Linked DNA regions of Mus musculus: region 1 is linked to region 2. Evidence: chromatin contacts called from public HiChIP or PLAC-seq data. All regions are on one chromosome and are shown on one strand. Each heading gives the region's core, a stretch centred on a gene start, on an enhancer-like site or on the middle of the called end of the contact. The rest is flanking DNA. Distances are from core to core; before and after follow the strand shown.

Region 1 (3,375 bases), core at 799-3,298, 260 kb before region 2:
TAGCTCATTTTATAGATAGAATGGAGATGCTTATGGAGTAAGACACTTATCTAGACTATAAGGACTGTGTGCTTATGAAATTCAAATGTTGAAATTTGTTGTTCAATGAGTTTACATTCAAGGCTTGTGCTTAAGCAGCTTCAGGCCCCCCATACCCAGACTGTAGCCCCAGATTTGAACTATTTTGACTATTGCCCCTTTTGAATCCTGCTGCCACATACTGTAGGCCTTTCTTCCCAGTTCACCTTGTGGTCTCCTAGCCTATCTCCCTATGCTCTACTTTTCCTTCTCAAACTACTAGTTGTGCTTCCCCCATTCCCCAGTTTTCATTCTCTTCTCCCCTGTGGTCAGGTTAAGCAGAAGCTCATGGTGTCAGATTTACTAAGGAGGAACCTCTGGAGGCTACTACTCCAGCAGTAGGAAGAAGTACAAGGAGGTAGGAAGCAAGTAAAATGATGGCACAGGGGCTTCCTCAGGCATAAGACAGACAAGTTATCTGTAGTGTGACTGCATGAGCTCTTTTGTGTATGTTTCTCCCTAGAGCTTCCCCAACCAGAGAGAAGAGACTTAGATCACAGGGAAGTTTATGATCTTCTTGGTCTTTCAACACTGTTAAGTGGTCGTAGACAGACTCTATTTCAAGCCCTAAAAACTCTCTCCTCAGTTCCCAAAGGAAAAAAAAATAATCCATTAAAAAGAATCTATAAGAAGTTCCTATAGAGTATACTACAACTGTGTAATGTACTGAATCTGGACTCTCACACACATGCCATTTTCCACGAGTTTTCCTTTCATTGTCATAACCACTCGACTAGATAGTAGACAAGGAACACTTAATACAAGCCCTGTGGGTCAAGAATGCCAGTACAGCCTCCTGAGAAATGGAAAAATGAATGAGAACCAGTTCATGTGTGTGGTAACACCAACTTATACTTGGATGACAAATCTCTCCACCCAAAGTGACTTCTAGAACACTATCAATTTGAAAGCCCAAACTTACGTAGACTTAACTAGAATAGGAATGCTTAGCCTTATGAAAATGTCAATGGCCTGTCTCAGCTGGAAACAGCTGTCACCTTTGTGGAGGTTGAAATTTAGGTTTTCAGCTAGCCACTGACCATCTTCAGCTTCATAAACATGACAACATTGTTGAAAAGACTAACTAGTAACAGAAGTAGAGACTCACAAAACACAATTGCAGCACTGCTTCAGAACCATACTGAAATTGCCCTAGGAGTCTTGACTCACGTATTTCCACAACTGAGGACTGTACAGCTGTTGCTCAATAAAGTAAATACAGAGACTGTGCTTTCACTCAGTCACCAGTTTTCCATTGTGAAAGAGAGATGATGAATAACACAGACATTCATTATCAACAACATTTAAAATCTATGTACAACAGAGACTGTGGCACACAAGTCACAAATAAATGTCAAATTTTCAAGTCTCCCATCAACTGCGTATCCAGCATCACTTACTAGGATTCACACTATCAGTTCAATGCTGTCTGGGCTGTGGCCTTGGATGACTCTCTTTGCCTGTTTTCTCACTCCTATTCATTTGTCCGAATCATATCTAGTATCTGTTTCTAAAGAAACAAGTTAACAGGTCTGTCAACAGAATATTCTTCACTTTTCATGGGAAAAATTCCATAATCTTACTAAATATTTAATGCAAAGAGGAATGCCAATGCCTAGAAATTAAGAGTTGGCCTCTAGGCTTTTTAAATCCATTGACAGCATTGGGGAAAGCTGTAAGCAGAGAGCAAACTTGAACTCATTTTAATGCTGTTACACTGACAAAAATCCAAGCATTTATAATCACATTGTTCCCTAAGAGCCCCAGTTCTAATTAACAGATTCATTTTTCTCGTCCACAGTCAGCATGGTCAGCACACACACACACACACACACACACACACACACACACACACACAGACACTGTTCCTCGCAGCCTGCCTGCCTTTTCTTAGCTGCCCCAGACAGTCTGTTGTCGAAACCAGCTGAGTCATGTCACTCTGCTGCTCCTCAGTAATGAGTCGTCTCTAGGCACGTTGTGAAGACATGCCAGAGATGTGTTTTTGATCTCCACCTAGTTTTTAGTCATGCCTCAGGCTGTGGCCACATTACTGAAATTTCCCGTGCGTTGCCATGTTCAGTAGGACAAAGGGAAATTCTACAGAACTGCTACTCAATGTTACTCAATAAATCAGTAACAGAAGCAATGAGTGGAATGGAATGAGAAATCCTTGGCTCATAGCCTTAGAACCACTTCCTTCCTGCAATCAAAGAGTGGTTAGTACGTTGGCTTGCAGGGGCTATGGCCAAAGGATAGTTTTAAGAAATTAATACGACGATGAAAACTTGAGCTATACGTAGAGTTTTCAAGACAAGAAATTGCTACTTTTCCCTTTCTTGGAGATTCTATTCATCTTTTCAGATTTATCTGGTGACTAAATATATGCCCACGTTTAATGTTTAATCAAAATTGTTCATGAAATTAGTAGGTGAACATAGAATTAATTGGACGCCATAACTAAAATAATAATTTACAAGTAACACACTAAGTCGGTAAATACTATATTCATTTAAAAATAATAATTTTCTACTCTTTTGTCTAAGGAAAGGGTTGAGGAGAAAATTGCTGCCGCCAAGTTAAAACATTAAGAAATGTCTCTGGAAACATTAATTAAATAGTAGCAAGGTGCTAGAGATACTTGAGGAAAGTGAAGAATCAATTCTTTTTATTTAGATTTTCCAAACATAATATTTTATATATTATTTGGAAATTTCTCATAATACACCCTGCTCATATTCAGCTCTCAGTTCTTTCAGGTCCACTCCAAAACCCTATAACCTCCCACAAAATAAAATAAAATAAAATAAAATAAAATAAAATAAAATAAAAAAATAAAAGAAAAAGAAAAAAAATTACCAAGTCCCATACATAAAATCACTTGAACATGTTCAAAGTCCTATGACCAGTCCCTTCAAGAAAACCAAGTCCTTCTCCCCCTCGACCTCTGCCAGGCGCCATCAACGTGAAGAGCTCCACTTCAGTGTCCCTATCACAATTTTGAAGAGTTCTCTTCAACGGCTTCCTGTCTAGACTGTTTCTTTTTTGGGGGGTTGGGGGTGGGGAGGAGAGGTTGTCACAGAAGCCTTCTAAGTCTCTAGTTACCAAATGTGACTCTGCAGTCATCAATAGCTCTGCAACAAAAGCTTACTTGTCCACTTACAGTCAGTGACAGCCCAGCCATGGACTTCCACACGGCCTCAGGTAACAGCAAGGTCCACCTACCTCAGCATGGTCTCCTGTGGCAGAACAGAGCACAGAGATCAACAAAGCCCTGGGCCACAGCATGTGCCACAGACA
Region 2 (3,314 bases), core at 512-3,011:
GAGCATGTTTTCATAGTAAGCTCTCTTGGGAGGTAGAGATGGTGTCTTCTTCACTGGCAGGTGGCATGCAAGCTTCAGGTTCTGGAACTTCAAACATTGCCTATTTTTTTGTCCCAGCCCTGTGGGAACAAGGGATCAGATGAGTGAGGTGAGAAAACTTGCGTTTTCTGACTCACTTTCATGAAATGAAAGTCCCTTGTCTCAGATCTAGGAATTACATGCATCTGTGAACTTCCATGCAACTGTTGTGTTTGCTGGCAGAACCCAGGGGTTTGACACCATCTCACAGTATGGTGGCACAGCATTTCAGGTAACTTCCTTCTGTTTTAGGTAAATGAGCACACCTATGCCATCCCAGGCACGTTGGGAAATGTTTCATCAATTCCAGTTCAGACAAGAGCAGGATAGTGTTTCTAAGGGGTATGAGGGATGGACATCAGATCAGAATGAGGTTCCAAGTTCATTTCTCAGCCATTTAATTGTTCATAACTTACTGTGATGTGAATGTGAACAAATACAAATAAATGTCCTAATTAGCAAATAAAAGGTGGTCTCCAGTGAAAGAAATTCTTAGGGACATTTACAGCTCTGTGCAATTGAGGTATCTTAATTTTCCCAGGGAACTGCAGCAAAGAACTGCAGTTAGGTGGCTTGAACCAGAGGAACTGTTTCTCACTTTTGGATGCTTAATGTCCTAGATCAGGGCATCAGCAGGATCAGTCCTGTTTTCAAAGCCATAAAGGAAGGGCCCATTTCAAGAGTTATTTTATTGCCTTGTAGAGAATGTCTTCTTCCTCTATCTCTTCATGTTTTCTCTCTGAGTGCTTGCTTCTGTGTCCACAGTCCTCCTTTAAAAAGACACATTGTCTTGGCTGGAACTCCCAAGGATGAAGTCATCTTGCCTAACTAGCAACTTGTACACATCCATACCCATAATGACAATGTTTCCCAACACTCTACAGGTTAGTATCCCAACATACAGATTTATAGGGGTACAACACAAGCCATAAATATTTTTGGTAATGCTTTCTGTTTGTTTATTTTACTGTTCCCTTTTCAAGTAACATATTATTTGGTGGTTACTTTGGTCATTTTTTAAAAACATGTAAATTATAATGAAAACTTCTGAGTGTCTTGTTATTTGTTATGCAGGATCCTCCGTATGTTTTCAAATTAGTTAAATGTTATGTACATACTTGTTAGTCTTCTGGGAGAAGTGTGTATGGCAATGTCCGTAGGGGATCACTTCCAAATTTGTCATGAAGGCTGTTAAACTTTTATGTTTATGATGAATGTGTGATTGTACCCATTTACTCAAATCCTCACAGTTTCATCTTGCCACACATGCACCCAGCCTTTATGCTTGCATCTTTTAAGTTTGGGTGTTTTTTTTTATATTTTATTTTTATTTTTGACATTAATTTTATTTCTGACTGCAGTGCTGGACTGGTGAGAAATCCTATTCATTGTTTCATTCAAATACTACAGAGACACTGAGTGGGACGTGTGAGAATTTTTTTTATTAGGTATTTTCTTCATTTACATTTCCAATGCTATCCCAAAAGTCCCCCATACCCTCCCAACCCCCTACTCCCCTACCCACCCACTCCCACTTCTTGGCCCTGGCATTCCCTGAAGGAGTTACAGCGAGATGGTTTTTCCAGCAGAATGTGAAGTTAATTGAAGCAGTGTAACACACAAGAGCAGAGTGACTGCTTCAGGCATGGGGATGTAGGGAATGAGCCAGGATAAAAAGAAGACTTAAAGACAAAGGCTACTTTCTCAACCGGTTCTTTCCAAGCCCTTTTCACTGGTGGAGGACTTGTTAATGAATAATCACTATTGAACAGCTGCCATGAAAGCAAACAGAGGGCTATTCTACTATTAGTTACATTTTTCATTCAAAGGTTATACATTGACCAAATCTTTCCTATTAACCCAAAGCACGCAGAAAGGCATGCTTGGGTAACCAAGTCAGAGGAAAAGGAAAGGGTGGAAACAGGATCAATGTAAAGTCAACCGCAGATGAAACAGTCCAGGGCCAAGCAAAGGAGGGAAATGGAAGTGCTGGGTGCCCAGATTTGATGTGGAGAAATGTGCGGTTCATTTCACTAATCCCCACAATGAAACTCGAAGTCTAGCGTGTTTCTTTTCGTGGAAAAACAGGGCATTACATTCTTAAAAGTACAACTCCAACTGACAACAGCTATTTATTTTTGTTTTACATCTTGGTTACTAAAAAAAGAGAGAAAGAAATAAGTCTTTCAATAAATGTTATTATTATTCTTTGCCTACATTGGCAATATGATAGGAAAGTTAAACAGCTGAGATTCTCATTATGTAATACTGTAATCACTACTCTAGCCTGGAGTTTTTATTCAGAAAACAGATTCAGTGAAAAATCTTCTCTGACCTTGAATTTGTTCTTGTGGCTAGTTTTGGTTTTTTTGTTTTTGTTTTTGTTTTGTTGTTGTTGTTGTTGTTTTGTTTTTTTGGTATTTTTTGTTTGTTTGTTTGTTTGCCTTTGAACTTGCAATTTTCCTATTTCCATTTCTCCAGTGCTGCCAGATCCCACCTTTCCTGGTTTCATTACTGTTTTATTCCTTAGCTAGTCTCTAGATTTATTTACAATTTTTTCAAGCCCTTTATTACAAAAATCCCCTGATTTTTTTTTTCCAGACAATGTTTCTCTGTACAGCCCTGGCTGTCCGGGACCTCACTCTGTAGACCAGGTTGGTCTTGAACTCAGAAATCTGCCTGTCTCTGCCTCCCGAGTGCTGGGATTAAAGGCATCCACCACCACTGCCCAGCTCCAAAAGTCCTCGGAAAACTCACAGTATACTATAAATTATTTCATTTTAGCTATCAATTTGCTTGGTAAATAATCTATTTTATAGTGGCATCATTGAATGAATATTTTAATTTACTAATTTTGCACTATATATATTATATATATATAATAAAACCTCCAAAACAACTTGTACTTCACAGTTTCACTGAATGCATCTGACTAACATATTTACATTTAAACCATTAAACATATCAGATGCTTCATATAATCAAAGATTTGTGATAAATCACCTCCCAAGAAACTGAGGTCAACCAAGTCTGATTGTCTCACCTGTCAGATTGAAGACAGGGTTCAGTTTTAAAAACCCCCAAAATTTGACATTTCCAACATTGAAATGAATTTGTTGGAGAAAATAAAACCTTTTAACTCAGACTTCATGAATAATATATCTAGTCTCAATGACATATTTTAATATTAAAAAATAAAACATAAAATCCCCTGAACTTTGAAAGCACTGGAGAAC

The links. HiChIP or PLAC-seq counts read pairs in DNA pulled down with a chosen protein or histone mark.
Region 1: a FOXA1 HiChIP or PLAC-seq map of pancreatic cancer cells shows a contact between it and region 2. The contact joins two enhancer-like sites. A contact is called at or near these places in 2 of 484 Hi-C or Micro-C datasets (the AML12 cell line and uterus) and 1 of 115 datasets of contacts at active chromatin or transcription factors (pancreatic cancer cells).

What each region holds. Positions count from the first base shown.
Region 1 is chr5:17,555,009-17,558,383 of GRCm38.p6, reverse strand. No RefSeq gene overlaps it. Among named protein-coding and RNA genes, the nearest start is that of Gm31555, 15 kb to the left of the region's middle. Within about 2 kb of position 2,048, at least 94 of the 459 cell types and tissues checked have an H3K27ac peak or open chromatin away from gene starts, as enhancers often do. A contact at or near this core is called in the AML12 cell line and pancreatic cancer cells, where this site is marked.
Region 2 is chr5:17,295,343-17,298,656 of GRCm38.p6, reverse strand. No RefSeq gene overlaps it. Among named protein-coding and RNA genes, the nearest start is that of Speer4f2, 76 kb to the left of the region's middle. Within about 2 kb of position 1,761, at least 29 of the 459 cell types and tissues checked have an H3K27ac peak or open chromatin away from gene starts, as enhancers often do. A contact at or near this core is called in the AML12 cell line and pancreatic cancer cells, where this site is marked.